Linked DNA regions of Sus scrofa: region 2 is linked to region 1. The links are chromatin contacts, called in public HiChIP or PLAC-seq maps. All regions are on one chromosome and are shown on one strand. The core of a region is the stretch at or near the end of the contact, and the rest is flanking DNA. Distances in the headings are between cores, read along the strand shown.

The links. HiChIP or PLAC-seq counts read pairs in DNA pulled down with a chosen protein or histone mark.
Region 2: a contact with region 1 is called in an H3K27ac HiChIP or PLAC-seq map of skeletal muscle. The contact joins two enhancer-like sites. A contact is called at or near these places in 2 of 47 Hi-C or Micro-C datasets (liver and skeletal muscle) and 1 of 2 datasets of contacts at active chromatin or transcription factors (skeletal muscle).

The regions. Positions count from the first base shown.
Region 1 is chr17:5,027,754-5,033,366 of Sscrofa11.1, forward strand. All of the region lies in intron 8 of MTMR7 (myotubularin-related protein 7), which reads right to left. Among named protein-coding and RNA genes, the nearest start is that of CNOT7, 80 kb to the left of the region's middle. Within about 2 kb of position 2,163, at least 8 of the 83 cell types and tissues checked have an H3K27ac peak or open chromatin away from gene starts, as enhancers often do. A contact at or near this core is called in skeletal muscle, where this site is marked.
Region 2 is chr17:5,209,066-5,214,678 of Sscrofa11.1, forward strand. The region is part of intron 1 of SLC7A2 (solute carrier family 7 member 2); the gene reads left to right. Among named protein-coding and RNA genes, the nearest start is that of SLC7A2, 20 kb to the left of the region's middle. Within about 2 kb of position 2,511, at least 10 of the 83 cell types and tissues checked have an H3K27ac peak or open chromatin away from gene starts, as enhancers often do. A contact at or near this core is called in skeletal muscle, where this site is marked.

The sequences.
Region 1 (5,613 bases), core at 913-3,412:
ATAATACACATAACTTATGCTGGCAGATAGCAGGTTCAAGCACGGTAGCCACGATATACATTTTCTCATTTGTTCATCCAGCTGGTTTCCTTAGAAGCAGGGGGCATTAGGCTCATTCCAATTTATGAAAGCTGAAGTTCCTGTCATGACTCAGTGGTTAACGAACCCAACTAGTATCCCCGAGGATGAGGTTTCAATCCCTGGCCTTGCTCAGTGGTTAAGGATCCAGCGCTACTGTGAACTGAGGTGCAGGTGGCAGATGCAGCTCAGCCCCTGAGTTGCTGTGGCTTTGGAGTAGGCTGGCAGCTACAGCTCCGACTGGACCCCTAGCCTGGGAACTTCCATATGGCACAGGTGCGGCCCTAAAAAGCAAAACAAAACAAAACAAACAACAACAAAAAAAACTTCACCATCCAAAGTTGCAGCTTCTAGTCACATGCGGCTACTGGACCCCTGAGATGTGGCAGGTCTGAATTGAGACAGGCTGTGCATATAAAATACATCCCAAATTTTATTTTATTTTTATTTATTTATTTATTTATTTATTTTTGTCTTTTTGCCATTTCTTGGGCCGCTCCCGCGGCATATGGAGGTTCCCAGGCTAGGGGTCGAATCGGAGCTGTAGCCACCGGCCTACGCCAGAGCCACAGCAGCGCAGGATCCGAGCCATGTCCGCAACCTACACCACAGCTCACGGCAACGCCGGATCCTTAACCCACTGAGCAAGGGCAGGGACCGAACCCGCAACCTCATGGTTCCTAGTCGGATTCGTTAACCACTGCGCCATGATGGGAACTCCTATATCCTAAATTTTAAAGACTTAGTATGAAATAAAGAATAAAAACTATCTCACTAATAGATGAAATGATAATATTTTATATGTACTGGGCTAAAAGCAATGTATTATTAAAATTAATACACCTACTTTTTAAATTTTTTTTTTTTTTTTGTCTTTTTGCCTTTTCTAGGGCCGTGACCTTGGCATATGGAGGTTCCAGGCTGGAGGTCTAATCACAGATACAGCCGCTGGCCCGCGCCACAGCCACAGCAATGAGGGATCCGAGCTGCGTCTGCGACCTACACCACAGCTCATGGCAACGCCGGATCCTTAACTCACTGAGCAAGGCCAGGGATCGAACCCGCAACGTCATGGTTCCTAGTTGGATTCGTTAACCACTGCGCCACGACGGGAACTCCTTAAATTGTTTTTTAATGTGGTTACTAGAAAATTTTAAATTATAGATGTTGTCCACACTTTGACCTCCTTCACACTTCTGGGACAGCAGTGATTTAGACTGCTCAGGGAACATTAGTCTGATTTGTACGCTTCAAACACTTTTGCACATGTGCCCCTCCAGTGATTTTTAAAACTACGTACCCTCATGTGCAGCTTGGAATGATGCATCGTAATGAGACTGGAAGGGTGTTTGCGCTTTGCAAGGCAGCAGAAAGGTACCTGGTGAGGTGAGACAGGCTGCTGGCTCACACCTTGTCTACAGCATCTCTAAGGCAGGCGGTATTTTAGGAAGGAGCATGTGCAGAAATCAGGGCCAGAAAGCTATTCAGCCAGGATGTCTCAGGAAATCTTCCCATGTGTTCAGGGGGTGTACAAGCAGCATGGAGATAGACGCTCAATCTGCAGCCATGGGCAGAGCTGGTTCCAGTGAGAGAGTGAGCCAGGCACCACTCTGTTCTCGGGGGTTGCTCTGTCCTTGGGGATGCTGCTGCAGTACCAGCCAGGCACTCCACACAACCAGCCTTGGTCTCTGTCCCAGCCCTGGCCATGACTCAGACGCTCAACCTAATCCTAAAACACGCACATTTCACATTCCCGTGGTGGGGTGTCTCAGGACCCACTGAGGCCTTTAAATCCCCTACAGACAGCATTCACTTGCAAACAGTTGGGTTGTTTTTGTTTTTTCACTTTTTTTTTTTCCAATGAACCGGCCAAACTTTCTGGTTGTTCCAATGGGACTTGGGGCTAGCTGGCATCTTCCTTCATTTCAGAAAGTCCAGGGAACTGGAGGGATATCTCGGCACCTGACTCTAGAGCTCAGTCCAAGAACAAATGATCCTTTTCGCCCTCTCTTCTCACCAGGCATGGAAATGACAGCAAGTTTAAAAATAAAGATGCCATGCTTTCCAGCTAACCTGGGCCTTGGCAAGAGAGGACGGACCAGCTGGCAGAACAAGGCCCTGCAATGTGCGGGAGAGGCTGCCCTCTGCCCTGAGCTCTGGCCTGAGTCAACCCCCTTCCTTCCACACCAAGAATGGCCCTTTATTAGCATGTCTGCTTTCAGAAACATTAAACGTGAGTCCATTCAGCAAAATAGCCTCCCCAGGTTTCCTGCAAGGTGACTGCTGAGAGGGTATTTTACCCCAATGCTGAGTGGCAGCTGTGAAGAACAAACAGCCCTGCAGGTGATAAACACACATGGGCAGATGGGGGACACTCGAGACTGAAACAACTCCTGGATTTTTAAATATAAAACTGGTGAGTTTGTTTGAACAAACTCAGGATAAGGCAGAAACACTGACCTGTTCACTCTGGTTGCCAAGTCCAAGCCAATATTGACAAACCATTCTGCTGAACAAAGCTCATTTCAGCTGACCTCAGAGGCATAAGCCACAGATGACAGCAAACCATACTTACTAACCGGGAGTTTAATGCCCAGGTCCAGTGATATCTGTTTCACATAACAGGGCAGCTGTATCCCACAAACATAAACATAACCCTCAGAAAAGACAAGATGATTATGGTGCCTGAGGAAATATGAAATGTGTTTGGAAGGAAATGAACCTCCAATGATCTTCCTTAAATACTTCTTATCTCACTTCTTCCTATACAGGGGCTGGTGGGGCCAGTGAGGGTGCAAAGTCGCCATGTGAACCCTGTGGGAGTGGTCTTGTCTCCTAAGATCTCACGTTGACATGTACATGGCACTCCCTTAATTGCCAGCCTGACACACAACCGAGTTCTCTTCAGGTGTGATTTGTCTCTTTCCCATTCTGAAGTCAAGAAGCCAAGCCCAACCAATGAAATGGTCTTCAAAGAACTAGCAAAATGATGATAATCTCCCTTGACTAAGCATCCCAGCAGGTGCAACCATCCAAGGGGACTTAATTCTGGCCTGTACAAGGGGGATGTTTGGTAAAGCCCATTTTGTAGTCTGCCCTGTTTACTTAGAGCCCATCATGGTGACACAGAATAAACTGCAGTGAACTGTGTTGAGTTCACTGCTGTCAGTGGCTCCCCCCACCTAACTCCACCCATGCCAACTGACGTGGACCCTCTTTATAGAGCACTTTACATTAACTGGACAGATCTGTAAATAAGCTTCTCCACTGGACAACCAACAAAGTTAATGCTTATTCTTTGAAACAGTTCCGGCTTTGTTGGTAATGCTATTTTCTGAGATCTCCACACAATTAATAATTCCACAATTATTAATAAGCCATTTTTGAATACTCTTGTTCTCCTTTAAAGAATTTGACGATAATATAGAATGGCAAGGTGCAACCCAGCCTAAATGCTGTATACCTGCTTGCATTAGCATCATAGATAATAGTATATACAAACACACATGTGCATGAGTGTGTCTAGCTACTAAAAACATGTATGCATATGCAAATGAATGTACACATACACACACACTCCAGTAATACTAACTGCCCGAAGAAAATCAAGCATCAGCCTCACAAAAGAATGCCCCAATGACATTTATTAGCTTTGCATATGAATTTTGTGCCTAAGGACACAATGCTCAGAACATAAGTTTTAAACTATATATGCCCATTTATATTACTTTTCCATATATAAGGCTTGGGGGGCTTGGTCATTTTCTCTCAATGAGCAGGAACTCAACTAATTAGAGCTTAAGGAATGATAAAGTCTAAAGCAGAAGCGTAAGGCCAATGGAACAGAGAGGTCTAGTCTGGGAGGAGGAAGGGGCGCTGGGAGGCTGGGAAGACGGGTTGATGTGATGTGTTAGTGTAGATGTTGGAGTGATGAGTGCATATTGTGTGAGATTAAGATGCTGGCAGCAAGTAACTGAAGTGTGGAATCAACAGTGTGGGTAACCGAGGACCCAACAGGTAGAGATCCTCACGGTGGCTGAGGAGAGCAGCCAGGACCAACGCACTCACCCAACCTGAAACCATACTGTCACCTGCAAGCAGATACTGAACTGCCAAATCTCAGCTACAGCCCGATGGAAAAACAGCTGGCCATGTCGCTAACATGAGTCATGTCTATCTTTAGCTTTATGGGAGACACTTTCTTTTACAAGTCCTCCCTTTATCAAAGGCCCTAGGGTATCCAAAAACTAGCTGTCATGACGAACAAAACAGAAACAATAATGCTAAGGGTGAAAAATTTTAAATTAATCTTTGAATTGTCCCAGTGAAGCATCCTGAGGATAAAAACAAACACTCTTCTCTCATTAAATCCGTTTACACTACTCGCTCACTCTTCTGTTTTCTCTTGTCCTCTCCTTTGTGAAAGTCACCCAGAGATGAAGTCTTTGGCCTTGACATTGATCAAAACATTCAACCGTCTGACTAACCCAAGGACAGCCCTCAGGCAGAGCGCTGACAAGCAAGGGTCATGCTGTTTTCCTGCAATGATTTCTGCCCTAACCCAAAATCTATAATAGCATTTTGTATTAGTGAATCAAGCATTTTTCTATCCAACGCCCAGCACAAAGAAAACTCTCGATAACTCGCTGATGTACAGATGAAGGTCTGAGATAACTATGTAGTCCTAATTATTAAGTACTGTACTTAAACAGGGGTACTCTACCTACATTTTCTACCAAATAGGGTACATTTACTCCCAATGTGCAGACTGCCAGGAAGCCTACTAAGTCATCCATGGTTACTTCCAGCCATAACTGAGCTGGAATCCAGGCCACAACACAGACCCCAAAGGCTCATGCTCTGCCTTGGTGCTTAGAGCATTACTGCCTAGACCAGAAGACACCATCCAGCCCTCTTCAGCCACATTCTACATCCTCTTACAGCACCACAGAGAGCAAGGTGCATTTCTTTCTTCCAAATGACCATGAATTGATAACGAGTGGAGCCTGACAGACAGATCTGTTGGTCTAGCAAGACACTCATTAAAAACTTCCTGGTGGATGGAGCCATTCAGTCCACTTTAATGGGAAAGTGGGTTTACTACGTGGAAATTAGTAATCTCAGGAATTAATAATGGGGGAAAAGTCAGAAGACAAACGAAAAAAGATCAACCTTCATAGCCTTTTGTGAGCTCGTATCTGTAGAACTTCACGGCATAAACTTGTCGGCAATGGGAGTTCCCGTTGTGGAGCAGCGGAAATAATTCCAACTAGTATCCACAAGGATGCAAGACTGATCCCTGACCTTGCTCGGTGGGTCGGGGATCCAGCATTGCATGAGCTGTGGTGTACGTTGCAGATGCAGCTCAAATCCCACATGGCTGTGGCTGTGGCAAAGGCCAGCAGCTGCAGCTCCAATTCGACCCTAGCCTGGGTCCTTCCACATGCCGTGGATGCAGCCTTAAAAAGCAAAACAACAACAACAACAAAAACCCAAAAAACTTATAGGCAATGTAACAGGAAATACTTAAACATG
Region 2 (5,613 bases), core at 1,261-3,760, 180 kb after region 1:
ATATAGTTGTTAACACTAAAATAGACTTGTTGCATAAAGTGAACCTTCAAACTGGAGAAAGGTTTATCCAGATGATATTCATTTGATCTGAATAGTGAATATGTCATGATGTCACACCCCTTGACATTTTTCCAAAGTCATCAATACTGTCAGGACATTCCTTAGGGGTTTTAAAATTTTCTAGTCACTGTGAACTTAACATGATTATCACTTTTTTTGAAGATGAGGATGTTGAATGGGGTGGGAGGCTTCTGGCAATAGGACTTTGGTGTAAACTATCTGTCTGACTTTTGGTTTATACCTAGGGAAAGAATCATGAAAAACTTAGTTTATCAGCCACAAAAAAAGAGCTTGTTTCGTTAAATCACAGAGCCTGAGCTGGCAGATACTTTAGCTAATACCTTTTTAGCTAAACCTCATTCTCCAGATTTCAGAATCATTCTGAATCACCAGTCCTCTGTTTAAAATTACAGATGTCTGACACCTTTCTTGGTGGGCAGCTTTAGGAACACTATTAGGGTGTGTTGCATTTTACTGGGTCAGCATTTTAGTCCTTTTTTTTTTTTTTTTTTTTTTTTTGCTTTTTAGGGCCTCACCCAAGACATATGTGGAAGTTCCCAGGCTAGGGGTTGCCACAGCAACAAGGGATTCAGATTGCGTCTGCAACCTACACCACAGCTCATGGCAATGCTGGATCCCCGACCCGCTGAGTGAGTCAGGGATCGAAACTGCATCCTCATGGATACTAGTCAGATTTGTTTTGGCTGCACCACAATGGGAATTCCCCTTAGTCTTTTTATACAATATCCTTTTCTTCTAGTTTTATCTTCTAGTATAACATGGATAGAGTCATTGTCTTCTGACACATTGCCGTTCCCATGTTTGAAGAAAGCGGTCATCTCTGAGACTTTTCCCCCCTCCAAGGGTGAAAAGAAGTGAAATGTAGAAATATGGCCAACTTATATTTCTATAGCTCTTTGCCTAACACCTTTATATCACTACTGTTAATGTCTGTTTCAAAGATGGAAAGACCAAGAGTCCAGGGACTTGCTGGTAATTCCAAGAGCTTATTGGTTAGACTCAGAGCAGGGTGACCTCTCTGGGCCCCAGCTATGTCCCTGCATATTGCACCCAAACACCAGCAGTGTCTTTTATTGTCTTCACGTCATGACGTGGTTTCCAGACCCCTCACCCTATCCTGGTCACTCTTCACTGGACACATTTGGTCAGCATTTAAGGAAAAGATGATGGCTGCAGCCAAGCATCCATCCATTCGGGATATAGCTGAGTGGCTGTATGTCAGGCATTCTCTAGGAATTTGGAATCACCAGTAAACAGGACAGTCAGATGAAATTCCTGCCCTCATGAAGCTTATCTTCTGAGGGTTCTAACAGATCTCAGGTCTCTGCCCCCCAAACAACACAAGAGGAGATGCAAAAGGGGGACTGAGGAATTGGAGTAGCAGTTTCTGTGCTCTTAAGAAGTTAAGATGGGAATTCTATGTGAAGACTTATATATATAGATATATCTGCATACACACACACTGTATCTGCTCTTTCCGCCTTTAGATCCCTTCAAACAGATTCCTTCTGTAGATGAAGAAAATAATGTCGACTGCAAGTGAGGTATACCAGTTTATTTCCAGGCACAAAAGGAGGCCATAGAAAAACTTTTTTAGTAGACAAGAAAGGTCTGTGATATTATCGGAAGCTATTTGAAAGAAAATCTAAGCCAAGTGAAAGTTGTGATTTGCAGGGCCCAAGACATATTTGTTCTGTGATACGTTTTGAATTCAGATGTATGAAGAGAACTAAGAATATTAGGTATAAGTGTTATATGTTTTAGTATAAGTAGTAAAAGTCTTCACCTTTTTATTGCAGAAGTGTTCTTATATGAAACTGTTGGAAATTTTTGTATCTAGAAGTAATGAATTTTAATATATGTTAGAATTTTTAATACAGACATAAGTTACGATGCTTATGTAGGTTTTGTTTGTTTGTTTGTTTGTTTTGGTCCTTAAATTTTTTCTCTGTTGTTTGTATTTTAATAACTATTACACTTTCCATCTTTAAGTAATAGTCATTCAGGCATTTGAGAGGCTCAAGTCTATTGGAGATGAGGTGTTTTTTTGGTTTTGTTTTTGTTTTCCTTTTCAGAGCTATACCTAAGGCATATGGAAGTTCCCAGCTAGGGGTGAAATCAGAGCGGTAGCTGCCAGCCTATGCCACAGCCACAGCAGAGCCAAATCCAAGCCACATCTGTGACCTTCAGCACAGCTCATGGCAATGCTGGATTCTTAACCCAATGATTGAGGCCAGGGATCGAACCCACATCCTCATAGATACTAGTCGGGTTCATAACCCCTGAGCCACAGTAAGAGCTCCCTGGAGATGAGGTTTTAAATTTCCAGTATGCCAATTATATTTTTGGTATAATGACATCTGGATAATGACCTTCATCATCAGCCGAGTCTCGGGCTGCCAAGGGCCTGGGAACAGCTGGAGTTCTGCATTTCTTCCTGCAGACGTGGTTATGTGGCATAGAGGAAAGGGCATGGACTTTGGACTCAAATCAAGCTCTGTGATTTTGAGCAAGTTCCTTGACATCTCTGAACATCAGTCTTATCCTCTGAGGATGGGACATTTCCCCTGAGGTGGCTGAGAGGATTCGATAGATAATGGATGGCAGATAGGAGAGCAGTGAATGACCCCACTGATGACTTTTTATTTTCATCTCCTACAGCCTGTGGTAAATGGCCTTGCTTAAAAAAGGAATCTTCTTTCAATTCTTTTTTGTCCCCAGAGGATAGCCTCAAGTATTTATTCCTTTTTTTTTCGCCCCCACCCCGCAATATCCAAATCTAAAGGAACAGCATCCCGCAGCTCCATCGATTCTGAGTTTCTCTTCAGCAAGCTATATTGAGCTAGGTGATGTAATCATTAGCTAACACTGGCTTTTAACCAAGCAGTGGCGACAAATTTCTTTCCTCCAGACATGCTCTGCATAGCATTTCATCTGAGTTTAGAATATGTACTTCATAACTGGACTATTTATTGGCAGAGAGCTGCTTGTGCTTCACTTGCAGGATGTGGTTGATGCTTGGCTTGTCAGAGTGCTCTGCTCCCTCGGCCCCGGGATCCTCGCCAGGATTCTGAGCTCTGGAGAGAGAGAGAGAGATGCACTTCATGTGTGTCTCTTTAGATGGAGCAAACCAGGAAAAAAACCTTCAGGGGCCTAACAAAAATAGACAAATCGTGACATTTGATGGCATTGCTTCTAGAAGGCTAAGGCCCTTGTTGTATCTTTCTGTGGGAAGTCAGACGTGATTTTGTGTCCTGACTTTGATACACATGAGCTAATGCTTCACTTCTCTGAGCTTTGGTTTTCTCTTCTGTAAACCAGGCATAGGATAGTACCTGCCTTGTCGGGTTGTTGGGTAGTTTAGTATGGTTAACATGTGTATTGCACTTAGCCTACCTCCTAAAAACTACAGTGCTCTTGATAAGTGTGAGCTCTCAGGAGTAGCAGCAGAAGTAAAAGTCTTAGTGGTGGTAGTATTTTTGTGTTTGATATATTTGATGAACCTGTCTTATTTCAAGAATACCCAGAACTTTTCTTAAAAAGTTTAAACTGGTGGGAGTTCCCACTGTGGCTCAGTGGGTTAAGGACCCGATGTAGTCTCCGTGAGGACGCAGGTTCAATCCCTGGTCTTGCTCAGTGGGTTAAGGATCTGGCATTGCTGCAAGCTATGGTGTAGGTTGCAGCTGCAGCTCTGATTCAACCACTGGCCTGGGAACTTCCTAAAGCCTTAGGTGCAGCTGTAAAAAGAAAAAAAAAAATTTAACTGATGACTGAGTTCTCTTTAAGCAATATCAATGAAAGTCTCACTCTTGTTTATTATTCCTGCTGCCTTTTCTCTTCCCTGGATAATTCTAAGTTGCCAGTCTCTGAATCCCACTTCTTCCAGCTCTGACCCCTGAGGCCAGCCTCTACTGAGGGTATGGTGTTCTCAGGCTCTTCTTTGCCGCTGACTCCACCCTATGTGCAGGTGTTTGTTTCCAGTTGCCTCGTGGCTTCAGACTGTTTCTCTTACTTGTCACCCTGCTGCCCCATCTGGTCCACTTCATTCATGTAAAGGTCACTTACATAAAGAAAATTAAAGTCTCTCCAGATCCTCAGAATAAGTGTGGCCAGGTTCCAAAAACCAACGTTCACACGCAACAAACTGACTTTTTTTTTTTTTTTGTCTTTTTGCCATTTCTAGGGCCGCTCTGTGGCATATGGAGGTTCCCAGGCTAGGGGTCTAATCGGAGCTGTAGCCACCAGCCTACGCCAGAGCCACAGCAACACGGGATCCAAGCCGGTCTGCAACCTACACCACAGCTCACGGCAACGCCGGATCCTTAACCTACTGAGCAAGGCCAGGGATTGAACCTGTAACCTCGTGGTTCCTAGTCAGATTCGTTAACCACTGCGCCACAACGGGAACTCCACAAACTATTTTGATGCTTAAAATATTCTTTTCTACCTCTTCTCCACAAGGCCTTCTAGGCACCTGGCTTCTTCCGTGAATCTTAGCAGTGGATCAAGCATCATTGTCTCCCAGTAGAGCATTTGATAGATTGAAACATCTTAGTCTCCAACAATGAATAGGGGAAAGGAAGAGGGTTTTTTTTTGTGAAATTTTATTTTTTACAGAATAAAATACATACATTTAAACACAGTTACATTCACACAGATTATTATATCATGGATCTGAAGAAACAGATTAAGTGACTCCCACTAGAGAAGTAGAATGGAAAATATGCTGAGACAAATAGGAAATTTATTCTATACTTTATCCCAATTTTATGGCTTTCATCTTTACTACTTAGTTTTATCTATTACATTTCAATTTTTCTTTAAAAATTAGCATTGGCGTTCCTGTCGTGGCGCAGTGGTTAACGAATCCGACTAGGAACCATGAGGTTGTGGGTTCGGTCCCTGCCCTTGCTCAGTGGGTTAACCATCCGGCATTGCCGTGAGCTGTGGTATAGGTGCAGACGCGGCTCGGATCCCGCGTTGCTGTGGCTCTGGCATAGGCCGGTGGCTACAGCTCCGATTTGACCCCTAGCCTGGGAACCTCCATATGCCACGGGAGCGGCCCAAGAAATAGCTAAAAAAAAAAAAAAAAATTAGCATTATATTAAAATTGTTATATTATGCAACTAAAATTTATAAAGAAGAAAGCCTTATATACCATTAAATATTTTATATAGCATAATAAAAAGAATAACTTAACTGGTAAGAATAACAAAAATAATACACCCTCTGAAAATAAGTAAAATATAAAATGCATAAATTGGTTAAAAAACAATGTAACTATATAAATATGTCCTCACAATTTGTTACATCTTATGATTCTTCAATATAGGCATTACACCATTCTAGGTGATGTGATAAACAAAACATTATAGACCTTACATTGTACCATGGAGAGAAATGGTTATTAATAATACAATTGTAGAACTGTATTTTTTAATTGTACAGTGGCATTGTTTAATTATAATTATCATAAATTCTTGATGGAGAGAAAATCAGAATCAGATGTAAGAAGACTTCAGCATTCCAAGA